Linked DNA regions of Mus musculus: regions 1 and 2 are each linked to region 3. Evidence: chromatin contacts called from public HiChIP or PLAC-seq and promoter capture Hi-C data. All regions are on one chromosome and are shown on one strand. The core of a region is the stretch at or near the end of the contact, and the rest is flanking DNA. Distances in the headings are between cores, read along the strand shown.

Region 1 (4,754 bases), core at 670-3,169, 1.2 Mb before region 3:
TGCCTCCCAAGTGCTGGAATGTCTGGACTTTAAAAAAATTTTTTTTTTTTATGTGGATGATGGGAATTGAACTCAAGTCCTGATGCTTACATAGTAAGCAATCTTACAAGTGGACCTGTCTCCTCATCTTGTTCTTTTCATTAGTTTTTCAGACAGTCTCTTGTATCCCTGGCTGGCCTCAAACTAGTTGTGAAGCTTAGGTGAACCTTACACTCCTAACCATCCTGCTATTTTTTTTTTTTTTTTTGAGACAGGGTTTCTCTGTGTAGCCCTGGCTGTCCTGGAACTCACTCTGTAGACCAGGCTGGCCTCGAACTCAGAAATCCACCTGCCTCAGCCTCCCGAGTGCTGGGACTAAAGGCGTGCGCCACCATGCCCGGCTTATCCTGCTATTTCTTGTAGTGCTTTGTCTACATATATGTAAATGCATCATGTTACATCATGTTACATCTCTGCCTGGTGTTGCAGAGATCAGAAGATAAGGTAGGTCAGATTCCCTGAACTGGAGTTATGGGTGCTTCTGAGCCACTACAAGTGTGCTAGGTACTAAACTCTGGTCCTCTCGGTGCTCTGCAACAGCAACAAGCGCTCTTAACTACTGAGCCCTTCCTCAGAGTCATTGATGGTTAAACCCTTAGTTCATCGTGTACGCATTGCTTTCCTTTAATAATGAGCAATTAAAATTATACTTCTTAAAATAACTTTGATTAGCTGGGTGTGGTGGTGCACGACTTTAATCCCAGCACTCAGGAGGCAGAAGCAGGTGGATTTCTGAGTTCGAGGCTAGCCTGGTCTACAAAGTGAGCTCCAGGACAGCCAGGATATACAGAGAAACCCTGTCTCGAAAAACCAACCAACGAAACAAACAAACAAACAAACAAACAAAAACTTTGATTACATTTATTTATTTATGGGCAGGCAGATGGGTGCTCATGGACTAGTGGAGAAGTCAGAGGATAACTTGGGAGAGTCGGTCTCCCCTTTCACCTTGTGGCTTCTGGGTGGTGGAACTCAGGTCTGCAGGCTTGGTGACAAATGCCTTTCTTTACCTGCTGAGCCATCTTGTGGGCTCCCAGAGTTATAATTTTTTAAAAAGATTTATTTATTTATTTTATGTATATGAGTACGCTGTAGCTGTCTTCAGACACATCAGAAGAGGGCATCGGATCCCATTACAGATAGTTGTGAGCCACCATGTGGTTGCTGATTTGAACTCAGGATCTCTAGAAGACAGTGCTCTTAACCACTGAGCCATCCCTCCAGCCCGAGTTATACTTTTAATGGTTAGATATAGATGGGAATATGAAGTAAGCCCTAAGAAAGTACTGTTAGTCCACACTTACACACCACAAACAATTACACACACACACACACACACACACACACACACACACACACACACACACACACACACACACACACACACACACACACACACACACACACACACACACACACACACACACACACACACACACACACACACACACACACACACACACCCCGCTTCCCCCCCCTCCCGCGTGCCTTAATCACCTACACTCAGCTTCACTGGGAGTCTATTATGTTCCTCTGAACTCAGCCCCGCCCCTCAAAGTCCCGCCCACCCTAAGGCTCCACCCTTCAACACTTCCTTTTTCCCGGATTTCCGGGTTCACCCTCTGCCTCTAGCCTTCGGCTGCCTCAGTCACGCCCCCAGCTACCCGCCCACTCGCCTCAGACACGCCCTCCAACGTCACGTCCGGCTTCCATATTGTCCCTCCCTCTACTACCCCTTGCTCCCGCCTTCGACCGCTTCCGGTAGTCATCGTTGCCGCTGCTGCCGCTGCTGCTCCTGCTGCTGCTGAGGCTGCAGGCGGAGGCCGGAGGACCGGGCGGCGGCGGCGGCGGCGGCAGCGGGAGCGGTATCGCAGCGGGACGACCGGGCGAGAGCAGGCGAGTTGAGAGCCGAGCGTGAGGAGCCAGAGCCGCCCGGCCCCGCCGCCGCCGCCGCCGCCGCCGCCGCCGCTGCTGCACAAAGCCTCGAGCCCGCGTCGGAGCCATGTCCGCGTCGGCCGGTGGTAGCCACCAGCCCAGCCAGAGCCGCGCCATCCCCACGCGCACCGTGGCTATCAGCGACGCCGCGCAGCTACCTCAGGACTACTGCACCACGCCCGGGGGGACGCTGTTCTCCACAACGCCGGGAGGTGAGCCGCGCCCGGCCTGCCCGCCATCACGGCTGGCGCGTGGCACTGCATGCTCGACCAACAGCTTCCTCCCCGCTGCCCGTACGGTGTGCTGCAGACCGTGCATTCTGCGCAGCGGGGCTTGCCTCTGGAGCTGTCCTACGGGCTTTGGGGAGAGGGAAGTCGGGGAGACGGACCTGGCGCGGAAGCCTAAGATGACTGGTCTGGCTGCGCCGAGAGTTCCGAGACGAGGCTGGCATGCACTCTGCATGCCTCGCCCAGTGTTAGCCTCCTTTGACAGCATTGTTTACTTTGTTAGAGGAGTCATCAAAGGTTGGGGGAGCCCCAGCTCCCACAAGTGGGACGTGTAAAATAGCTCCTTTGGTATCCAAGAAGTTGTTGGCTTTGGTAGAGGCGCTGTCAGGTTTCAGATCAGGGCTTTCGAAGAGCGGTTTTAAAGGTGCTTTGTCAAACAGCACACACTAGTCGGGTTAGGTTGCTTGATCCTAGGGAAAGGGCTTGTAGAAAAAAGCGATGCAAAGGGAGGTTCCTGAAGTTGCTTTTCAAAAGATGGCCGGGATCCGTTTACTATCACTGGAGAAGAGGTAAATAAAGTATGTTGAATTGGTCACGAGAGGAGGAAGCGCAAAGGTTGTTTGTCTCTTTTCTGGGCTGTTCTCTAAGAGGGAGGAGCCTGGAAGGGGTTCTTCCGGTGCCTTCATGAAGGGAACTGGCTTTCTGTCCCTAATCTCAGAACTTTGCCTTCTTTTGGTGACCCCGGGGGCTGGGCTTCAGCTAGAGGGTGAAGATTTGGTTAGCAGCCCTTACAGTCTATAGATCGCTGATCATGAGACAGGACTCCTAACCAATCACTTAAAAGTGGGCCTGGCCATCCTGGAATCTTGTGCAATTGGAAGGCACAGAGTAAGGGGACCTTGCCAACACCAAGAGACAGCAGTCCAGAAGGCTGTGTGTGGTAGTTAGGGCTGTGACCCTACTACTCCAGAAAGACGGGGTAGGAGAATGGCAGTTTAAGGCTAGCCCTGGCAATATAATGAGTTCCAAGGCCAGGCAGTGGTGGCACACACCTTTAATCCCAGCACTTGGGAGGCAGAGGCAGGCGGATTTGGAGTTCAGCCTGGTCTACAGAGGAGTTTCAGGACAGCCAGGGCTATACTGAGAAACCCTGTCTCAAAAAAAAAAAAAAAAAAAAAAAAAGAGTTCCAAGACAGCCTGTGCTACAGTGTCACACCCTGTCTCAAAAAAACAAACAAAAAAACCAACCAAACAAGGAAGGGGGCAAAAAAAAAAAAAAAAAAAAAAAATCAAAGCAAACATCTAGGAGAAAAGTTGGCAGAGGATCCAGCCAGGCCGGTCCAGAAAAGGGATGGCAGAAAGGCATAAATGTCCGGAAAGACCTTCCAAATGACCCAGGCAGGAGGGAAGCTGCACTCCTTAGAGAGAGCCAGGTTTAAGGAAAGACAGTGGAGATCTGGTGAGAGGGTAGTGGTTTAAGTTGCTGAAGACAGCTTTGTTTATTTTTGTTTTTCAAGATGGTTTCTCTGTGTATCCCTGGCTGTCCTGAAACTCACTCTCTAGACCAGGCTGGCCTTGAACTCAGAAATCTGCCTGCCTCTGCCTCCCGAGTGCTGGGATTAAAGGCGTGAGCCACCACTGCCTGGCTGAAGACAGCTTCCTTATATGGTCTTTTCCTTCTCTCTTCCTTTCCTCTTGCTTTTCTTGAAACAGTTTTTTTTTCTCCATATGGTCCACACTACCTTGGACCCAAACCCATGATCTTGGACTATTAGCCTTGCCAGTGCTGGGATTTATTGGTGTGTGTTATCTGGTGTAACAAAAGTCGGGAAAGCTCTTAGTCAGCCCTGGATGGAATTGTCTCCACTTGAACAGATAACTTTTAGGAAACAGATTAGTGGCCAGCACTGGTCAGGCAGAGGCAGGATGATCTCTGGGAGTTGAAGGCTGGCCCATTGTACAAAGTGAGCTCCAGGGGCCCAGGACAGCCAAGGCGACATAGTAAGAGCATGTCTGTCCATCTGTCTGTCTCTCTCTCTATATATATACATACATACACACACACACACACACACACACACACATTTCTAAGGTGATCTGTAATTAACTCCAGAGGTCTTTGTGATATTGATGAGTAAAATGCCCATGCTTCTAGCAGCTCAGAGCACACATGACAGTAACAGGTGCATTTAGCCCTGCCCTACTTGGGGAAGAAGCAATTTTTTTTTTTAAGATTTATTTTATTTTTATTATATGTAAGTACACTGTAGCTGTTTTCAGACACTCCAGAAGAGGGAGTCATATCTCATTATGGATGGTTGTGGACCACCATGTGGTTGCTGGGATTTGAACTTCGGACCTTTGGAAGAGCAGTCAGGTGCTCTTAACCACTGAGCCATCTCACCAGCCCCGGAAGCAAACTTTTTAGCTGTACATTGATATTGTTCTTCTGCGGGAAGCTCTAGAGAGGGAAAAACCCTGTGGACATATTTCAGACAGCAAGCTGCTGTGCTTTCAGAAGTAGGGAAGGCCTGTAGTGCTTTAAAGATAGAA
Region 2 (4,557 bases), core at 497-2,996, 1.8 Mb after region 3:
TGAGTTTGAGGCCAGCCTGATCTACACAGTGAGTTCCAGAACATAATAGAAACTCTGTCTCAAAACAAAGAAAAACAACTCAAAAGTCATATTTGAATATGTAGAGACTTTGAAATGGTTCCTAACATAATTTAACAACCATTTACACATTTACATACAATTAATACAATAGTATTAGATACTTTAGTATGCTTTATCTGAAATGCTTGGCATTTTTAGATTTCAGGGTCTTGTTTTTTTAGATTTTTAAATATCTTCAAGCATGTTAGATATCCTGGTAACAAATCCTAAATCTAATATAAACACATTTATCTAAAATGTACACCTTATAGACAGAAACCCAAAAGCACTTTCATATAACTCTTGTACCATGGCATTCTGATTTTGATCCATCAGAGGAAACTGGGTGTAAAATTTCCCACTTTGGGCATACCAGCACTAAATGAACTTGAGACTTTTAAAATCGCTTTGGGGGAGGGGTTGTAGATTTGCTGGACTGGATTATTTAACCTGCAGAAGCCATCTAAAGAAGAGACTTTAAGTAACAACAACAACAACAACAAAAATTATGCCATTTGACTTGTATGTTCATGAACTTTGGTTTATATAGATGACCATAAAACCCTCAGAGACAGAATGTAAAATATATATATATATATATATATATATATATATATATATACACAACTGAATTGGGCGTTTGTAAACAAAAATTGAAGCCCTCTGACTCTTTGTATCTCAAAGTCTGCCCTAAATGTTAACACGAATCATCCTCGGTAACACTAAATAACACTAACAAGGTCAAAATGCCGTTTACTGATGAAGAGTCTATACTGTACCAAGTTAGTTTACCAATGGTAGAACTTGATTGTTCAACACACCCCTCCCCCGCCCAAAAAATAACTGACTGTAGAGCCTCTGTACATCTCTCTCCACCGGCCAACACTCTTTAAGAACCCAAAATAAACACAACGTTAATGATCTTAAACACACACACACACACACACACACACAAAACACGTTGCGAAATAACGTTAGAAATGTTAAGGTATTGCAACTACCGCCTAGAAGGAATTCCGACTAGCAGCCTCCAAAAGGGGTTTGGGGAAGCGGGGCACAGCACTAGAAGACTTAAATTATGGGCCTTCCGTGTCGTTTATGCTGACGCGCCCTTCCTTCCCGCCCTGCTTCGTCCGTGGAGCCACCCACACAACCGTGCAAGCCCACCGCCGCGCGGTGTCAGCCTCCCCCCGAGACACGGCAGCCGTGACAGGGCCTAGCTATCCGGGAGACCGACGACGCCGGGCGGGCGGGCGGGCGAACCCCGCAGAGCGCCCCACGACGGCCTACGGAGCGGAGGCCGAAGAAGCCAGGCCCGAGTGGGCCCGCGGATAGCCATGAAGAGGAAACGCTGGCGGCCGCAGTCCCCACGCCTCCGGTGCTCAGCAGCGCCACGCCGCCCGCGACCGCCTCCACTCCAGCGGGGAGCCGAGGCCGCCGGGAGCCATGACACCGGCGCCACCGCCACCGGACCAGACCCGCTTACCTCTCGGGGCGACGGGGCGGAGCCCTGCACCGAGGCGATGTACCGCTCCACGTCGGCCTTGCTACGCCTCATCGCGCCGCGGACCAGGCTCCCCAGGAGCGGCAGACCAGCCCTGGGGCCTACAGCGACTGCGGGCTCCAGGAGGTGAGCGCCGAACACCGGTGACGCAGCTCCGTCGCGAACGGATGGGCACAGGGCGTGCGGCGCGCGTCATCACTGTGCGCCGCGCTGCGGCCTGGAGCGCCTGCTCGCTGTCACCCCGCCACGCCCGCGCTCCAGACCACGTGACCGTTTCGCAAACGATCGAGACGAACTCCCTTTCCCCGGGAAAGGCTTTATAGATTTCACTGGTGCTACGTCACAAAGCGGACCTAAAATGGCAGTGCCCTAATAAATCCGACCTTTTCGGGTGCTGCATCTGGTCAACACTTGATTTCCTTCTAAAGAGACAAACGTCGTCATTGCCTCCGGTTTCAGCAGAATAAAGGTTAATATTGGTTGAACAGTGTCTTTATGCTTAGATAAATCGGAGTGGAAATATTAGCGTTACGTGATGAGATGCACCTCACGGGGTAGTTGACGGTTAGGGGCAGAGGAGGAAGTGGTGGCTTTCCTGGCAAACAGAAACAGGCTTCACGAGGTTTTAAGAAATGATGACTTTAGGTTTCTGTTTGGGTAAGAATCGAGGCGGCCGTTAGGACGCTGTCAGCAACAATTGCCTTCAGGGGCCTGTTTTGTGACTTAACAATGAGCAGAACAGATTATATTAGAATATTAAAAGTAATAATCTCTTCGTGCTAGAGAGATGGCTCCGCAGTTAAGAGTGCTTGTTGGTCCTCTGAAGGACCGAAGTTCAGTTCTCAGCAGCCGGTTCCAGGGCATCTATCTAAATCCGGGTTCTGACCCCCGTAGAACCCACACACACACGTCCTCATGTACACACACACACACACACACACACAAAGTTTTAAGTAATAGTCTCAAGATTGTGAATAAACTGTCGTAAACGACAACTGCTGAAAAGAACCTTTGTCTGCAAAGACTGATCAAAACCGCAGTGGAGAGGTTAGAGTGGTGCAGTTCCAGATGTTAAATACCTTATTGTCAGATACAAAGGGTACCCCACCCATCCCCCAAAAATGCCACTGACTCCAAAATTGGATCTAACTTAGACTCAGTCTGGACTGTGGAGGATTTCTAGTGGTTAGGAAAAGCCTGCATTCCTTAGTAACTTGTGAAACTGTTTCCTATCTACCAAAGGAGTAATTTCCCTTACCTCTGGCAGAAATGGATTTACAGCTCTGCGCTAGCCCCCAGGCTCCCCAGTCCATACTTACAAGTACTTGTTATACAATTCAAAGCCCCCTTGCCAGCATCCTGGCTCTTTGCTTCCCTCCTCCCCAGATACATATTCCCCCATCTCCCTTCTCTCAGCTTTTCCTGAGAGAGACAACCTTTGTTGTTTGGAATAAACTTTACCTTGTCTACCCAAAGAGTGGCCGTTTCAGTCTCTTTACTGTGCCCCTTGCCCTTGCATACACTTACCTTGGACTAGGTTAGTCCCAGAACAGCATCTTGCTCACCTCTGTGTCAGAACTAACATTCTGTAAACTATAGATTAAAAATCATTGGAATCTATTAACTTAGCAGACTACCAGCTTCTACCAGCAAACAGCCCAAAATGTCAGCAGTGTCATAGGACTATAAAAAGCTTCTCCGCCTTACTGTTACTACATCTCTCATATATCAGGATATATGTTAAGCTTACCTTTATTTATATGACTTTCTTTATTCTATAAAACTTTTTCATGTTGGGTGATGGGGCTTGAGGTAACCTAAATCTGTGTTCCCAGGCTGTGTGCTTTATAAACACAGTATGATGTGGCAGGAGAGGGTGTCTTAGTGAGCCCATGTTGAGGGGTCCCGCTGAGGTGTCAACCATAGGACAGTCCTAGTATATAAAAGGAAGTTTACTTGAGGCCTGGAAGGGAGCAGAGTCTGGAGAAGAGAATAAAGTCAGAGAAAAGAAGAAGACAGTGAAGGACAGAAAAAGAAAGAGAGGAAGAGAGAAAGAAGGGAAGAGACAGGCCGGGGACATGTAGGAAGAGAGAGCATAGATGGAGAGAAAGAGGAAATAAAGAGAGGAGAGAGAGAGAGAGAGAGAGAGAGAGAGAGAGAGAGAGAGAGAGAGAGAGAGAGAGAAGCTTGAACATTCCTTACATGCCTGACTCCTGGCTTGTACCTGGCCATTGCCAGGTAACTGTTGGATGAAGCCTAGAAGATATGCTAACATTCCTCCATTTTGGTTTAATTGAAAAGAGAAATTAGAGATGATGGTGGGTCAGGAGTAGGATGTCATATTCTTTAGCTACTTCCTGCTGACTCTGGGGCAATGGGTGAGTGTACTGGCTAGTTTTGTGTCAACCTGACACAAGCTGGAGTTATCACAGAGAAAGGAGCTTCAGTTGAGGAAATACCTCCATGAGATCCAACTGTAAGGCATTTTCTCAATTAGTGATCAAGGGGGAAAGGCCCCTTGTGGGTGGGACCATCTCTGGGCTGGTAGTCTTGGGTTCTATAAAAGAGCAGGCTGAGCAAGCCAGGAGAAGCAAGCCAGTAATGAACATCCCTCCATGGTCTCTGCATCAGGTCCTGCTTTCTGACCTGCTTGAGTTTCCGGTCCTGACTTCCTTGGTGATAAACAGCAGTATGGAATTGTAAGCCAAATAAACCCTTTCCTCCCCAACTTGCTTCTTGGTCATGATGTTTGTGCAGGAATAGAAACCCTAACTAAGACAGTGAGTCTTTTGGAAACCTAAGAAAATTGGGATGGGAATGCTGGCCAAGTTTTGGGATAGCTGGGTGTTTCATTGCTGTCCAGGGTCTGTGGGACCATGGGCAGGTAGAAAGGCACAGGCCCAGTAGAGGCATCTGGGAGGGTAGACCAGAGCATCTATGGGTTGCTTCTCTGGAGCTGTCCTGGGTGTAGATTTTGAGCAAATGCCTGGATG
Region 3 (4,570 bases), core at 307-2,806:
TCTGTCTAGGTGGGAAAGGCAGTCAGGCTGGAGGGCTGGAGAGTAACCAAAACCAAGTGTCTGTACCTCCAGGGCTTTGTGAAGACTAGACGGGACCTGGAACATTCTAAGCACCCAGAACATCATTAAAAGGCAAGCTATGAGTGGCACCCTGAACTACAGTAGTGCCACACTGAGCCCATAAGTCCTAAGAGCCTCAGGGAGCACACGTGGTTTGCAGTCATCATAGACAACCAACAACTCAATGGTGGACAGTCAAGACAAGCTACCATTCTTCAGTATGACCTTGACGTGAGGCACAGAGCCTGGAGTTTTAGACCAAGGCCATCAGGGTCCTCCCATCTACCTAAGAAGGAAGAAGGAACCCAGTTAACTAGACTGGCAGTCAAATGAACTACATGTGTATTAGAAATAATTTTTCCAAGGAAACAGGTAAGGGGTATAGTGTGACTCAGTAGAGGATGTTCGTTTACCGTGTGTTACGATCCAAGTTCAATGGCCCATACTACAGAGAGAGAGAAAAAGAAGTCTGGTTTTGGTGGTGTGGGTGAATCAGAACTCACGAGTTATGTATGACACAGAGCAAGCAGGACCAAGTGCGTTTCTTTTCATTTTTCTTGCACAAAAAAAAAAAAAAAAAAAATCTCATACACAGTCCAGACTAGCCTTGAGCTTTCTGTGTAGCACAGGCTGACCTCAAATTCAAAATCCTCCTACCTATGCCTTCCAAGTGTGAGTCCCCTGGCGCTGCCTTGCCAACCTGCAGTGCTTTTAAGAAAAATCATTTTAGAAACACTTGCTATAAAATAAAGGCTGGCCAATGGCTTTGCCAGATCAAACAAAAAAATTAAGAGTTCCAATGCAATCGGGACTACACAATTCCCTCCAAGACCTACTACGCTCCTGAGTTCACACAGAAGCCAAAAAAATCACCCCCCGGCCCGGGGCAGACACAAAGACGCTTCCTGCAACTCCCATACGAGTGCAGTCTGGGACAGAGGTCACGGGCCGACCTGACCTGCAGGATGGGGCTTCAAGGCCATGTCTATCACCTACACCAGGATAGAGTCAACACAGCGACGGAAGAGGTCATCGAGTGACCTCTCCCAACCTCCATCCCAGGGAGAACCGCAGTCACCCGCAAGGCCTTGCACAAGGCCTGCACACACAGGACAAGACGTCTCTCCCACCTCCCAGTGGTCCCCCAGTGCAGAGAATCTGGAACAGGTCCCCCTCCGCCACCAGCCCCGATCTGCGCCTGCGCACAGCGAGGCCTGCCTAAGCGCGCCCCGGGAAGCGAGCGGAGGGCGAGGCCGGTACCGCAGGACTGCCCGGTTCCCGGGACCCAGGGGACGCTATAGCGTTCTTCTCTACCAGACCAGGGGACCCTTCTAAGCTCACCGGTGGCCAGAAGGCTGGCGAAGAGGGCGAGGGCGTACATGGCGCCGCTTCACTTCGCAGGCTGCAATGCAGAACGTCAGCTGACCAGACGAATATAAATCTACCCCCCAACCTCGCCGCAGACGCCAGTGCGCAGGCGCGGGCCCCGCCCAAACTGGGCGCAGCTTGACTCAGCGTCGCGCAGCGCGCCTGCGGGGAGGGAGGGTGCGAAGAGGAGCAGGCTGAAAACGCCCAGGGAAGGTGGCGGGAAGGCGCGGGTGGTGGTAATAAAAGAAAACCATATCTGGTGATTAAATCAAGGTCAGGCGCCGAACGGTATCTAACGCCTCTCTTTACCTTTGCAATGTGAGGAATCCAGCCCAGGGCTGGTACCAAGCCCTGAACTGCATCTTGTGCTCCCCCACCCCACCCCACCCCTGAGCCCCAGCATCTTTTAAGTATTACTATTTGTTTTTGAGATGCCGAGTCACTATGGCCTTGCTGGTCGACAATTCAGTGTCGCAGCAGACCTGGAACTCTCAACCTTCTGCCTCAACCCCTTGGAGAATGGTTGGGGGTTGGGGGGCGGGAGCAGGGATTTTTGTTTGCAGTCGCCGGTATTGAACCCAAGGCATTATACTTGATATCAAGTGTTGTACCTCCAAGCTGCACACCACCATTCCCCCCACCCTCCCAGCTCACTCCTTACTTTATTTTTGAAAGAGGGTGTCACCAAATTCCCCAGAAAGTCTCTGAACATGTAATTCTTCTGCCTGACCCTTGTACAGTGGTAGTTAGGGGTTTTTTGTTTGGTTGGTTGGTTGGTTTGGTTTGGTTTGGTTTTTGGTTTTTCGAGACAGGGTTTCTCTGTGTAGCCCTGGCTGTCCTGGAACTCACTTTGTAGACCAGGCTGGTCTCGAACTCAGAAATCTGCCTGATTCTGCCTCCCGAGTGCTGCTGGGATTAAAGGTGTGTGCCACCACGCCTGGCGGTGATTAGTTTTTTTGGTTAGTTTTTTTGTTCGTTTGTTTGTTTGTTTGTTTTGGTTTTTCGAGACAGGGTTTCTCTGTATAGCCCTGGCTGTCCTGGAACTCACTTTGTAGACTAGGCTGGCCTCGAACTCAGAAATCTGTCTGCCTGCTGGGATTAAAGGCGTGGGCCACCACGCCCGGCTAGTGGTTAGTTTTTTAAGACAGGGTTTCCTGTAGCCCAAAGAGGCTGACAACTGGCTGTGCAGCTGAGGATTCGTGTATCTCAGGCAGTCCTCGAACTTCAGTCACTTCCAAATCCTGATCTGCCTGCCTGTGCTACCATACATGTTCTGTTTGGTTCTAGGAACCAAACCCAGGCCTTCAACTCATGTCGGGCAATGACTCTACCAACTGAGTGGCATCTCCAGCCCCCATTTATTGTGATTCGTGCCGTGCTAACAGATGAGACTCAAGCACAAACAGGTTACAGATTTGCCTACATCTTTACACTCAGGATTCAAATTCACAGGCTGCCATTCTGCAGTTGTCAATCAATACAAACTCAGAAAACGGCAAACGAGAGACGCCTTTATTTGTGATCTTGGGAACTGCAGACTGCAAGATAGACTCAGAGGTCTCTGAATCAGTGTTGGTGAGAAGGCAGGGAGAATGGAAGTCTGAGTGTGTAAGCAGAAAAAAAAGAGGAAAAAAAAAACAATAAAAATGTATTTTAGGCAACTTGTGTTGCTTGGAGAAAGAACAGATGCTGTGTAATAGACTCGTGACGGATGGAAGATAAAGACAAGCATGCATGCCCACGCTTCTAGTCCTAGCATGGGGGAGGCAGAGGCAGGAGGATCTCTAGGGCCCCTAAGCCACATAGTAAGACTCTGTCTCAAAAAAAAAAAAAAAAAAACAGTAAAATAACATTTCAAAAATTGGTTCTGGGGGCTGGAGAGATGGCTCAGTGGTTGAAGGCACCAAGTGCTCTTCCAGAGGTCCCAAGTTCAAATCTCAGCACCCACAGGACAGTTCACGACTTTCTGTAACTCCAGGATCTCTCACATAGACATGCATACAGACAACACACCAATGCACATAAAATAAAGGTAAATGTATTTTTAAAAATAAATAAATAAAATAAATTGGTTCTAGCCGGGTGTAGTGGCTCATGCCTTTAATCCCAGCACTTGGGAGGCAAAGGCAGGCAGATTTCTGAGTTCAAGGCCAGCCTGGTCTTCAAAGTTAGTTCCAGGACAGCCAGGGCTATACAGAGAAACCCTGCCTCGAAAAAACCAATAAATAAATAAACAACTTGGTTCTAGGTAGTGGGGGGTGGGGATTCCCTCAGTTGTTAAGAACACTTGATGCCTTTGCAGAGGACAACATTCAATTCCCAGCACCCACGGGGTCAGGGGGTGTCACAACCACCTTCAACTCCAACTCCAAGAAATGTGGCACCTCCTGGTACACCTGCACTCATGTACACATTCCACACAGACACACACACATAATTAGCAATGAAATACTGTATTATTATTATTATTATTATTATTATTATTATTATTAGGCTGATTAGTCTGGGTTGGGGGTGCCTTTAATCGCAGCAGTTGGGAGGCAGAGGCAGATAGATTCCTATGAGTTCAAAGCTAGCTTGGACTACAAAGCAAGCTTTTAGATCAGCCAAGGTTACACAGTTGAGCCCCTGTCTCAAAAGCAAAAAGTCACTACCAGGCTGGCATGGTAGATGGTGCCTGTGACCCCAGCACTTGGGAGACTGAAGCAGGAAGATGTAGAGTTCCAGGCCCAACTGGGCTACCGGTTTTGAGACCCTGTGAAGAGGAGGAGGGAGAAGAGGAGGAGGAGGAGGAAGCAGCTGCAGCAGCTGCCACCACACTCGGCAGCTCCCGCTGTAATCTTGGATGATGTTAGGATCATCATAAGAGCATCATAAGTTCAGGCTAGCCTGAGCTATGGAGTAAATTCAAGGTCAGTCAGAACTAGAATGAGCCCCTTCAGTTAAAAAACTAAGAGGGGGAGGGGTCCAACCCTTTCTGGGGATCTATAAGCAAGTAATGGCTGCTGGGGACCGGAGAGATTTTCTTCAGTGGTGGTCACTGGGAAGGTGTCATTGCTCCTGTAACTAATGCTCACACACGCTCCTCATGAAACTCAGTACGTCAAATGCATACAAAGGCATGAAAGGGGGAGTGAGTAGC

Evidence for each region. HiChIP or PLAC-seq counts read pairs in DNA pulled down with a chosen protein or histone mark. Capture Hi-C pulls out chosen DNA fragments and counts their contacts.
Region 1: a promoter capture Hi-C map of adipose tissue shows a contact between it and region 3, with 2.7 times the contacts expected there. The contact joins the promoter of Eif4ebp2 here to the promoter of Psap in region 3. A contact is called at or near these places in 3 of 39 promoter capture datasets (the C10 cell line, hippocampal neurons and liver), 1 of 115 datasets of contacts at active chromatin or transcription factors (astrocytes) and 1 of 9 other capture datasets (adipose tissue).
Region 2: an H3K27ac HiChIP or PLAC-seq map of thymic regulatory T cells shows a contact between it and region 3, with 6 times the contacts expected there. The contact joins the promoter of Ranbp2 here to the promoter of Psap in region 3.

What each region holds. Positions count from the first base shown.
Region 1 is chr10:61,449,834-61,454,587 of GRCm38.p6, reverse strand. Eif4ebp2 (eukaryotic translation initiation factor 4E binding protein 2) reads left to right here and starts at 1,919. Exons shown (of 3, transcript NM_010124.2): 1 at 1,919-2,186. The coding sequence starts at 2,042.
Region 2 is chr10:58,444,041-58,448,597 of GRCm38.p6, reverse strand. Ranbp2 (RAN binding protein 2) reads right to left here and starts at 1,746. Exons shown (of 29, transcript NM_011240.3): 1 at 1,547-1,746. The coding sequence starts at 1,618.
Region 3 is chr10:60,274,614-60,279,183 of GRCm38.p6, reverse strand. It overlaps Psap (prosaposin), which reads right to left and starts at 1,556. Exons shown (of 15, transcript NM_011179.3): 1 at 1,402-1,556. The coding sequence starts at 1,441.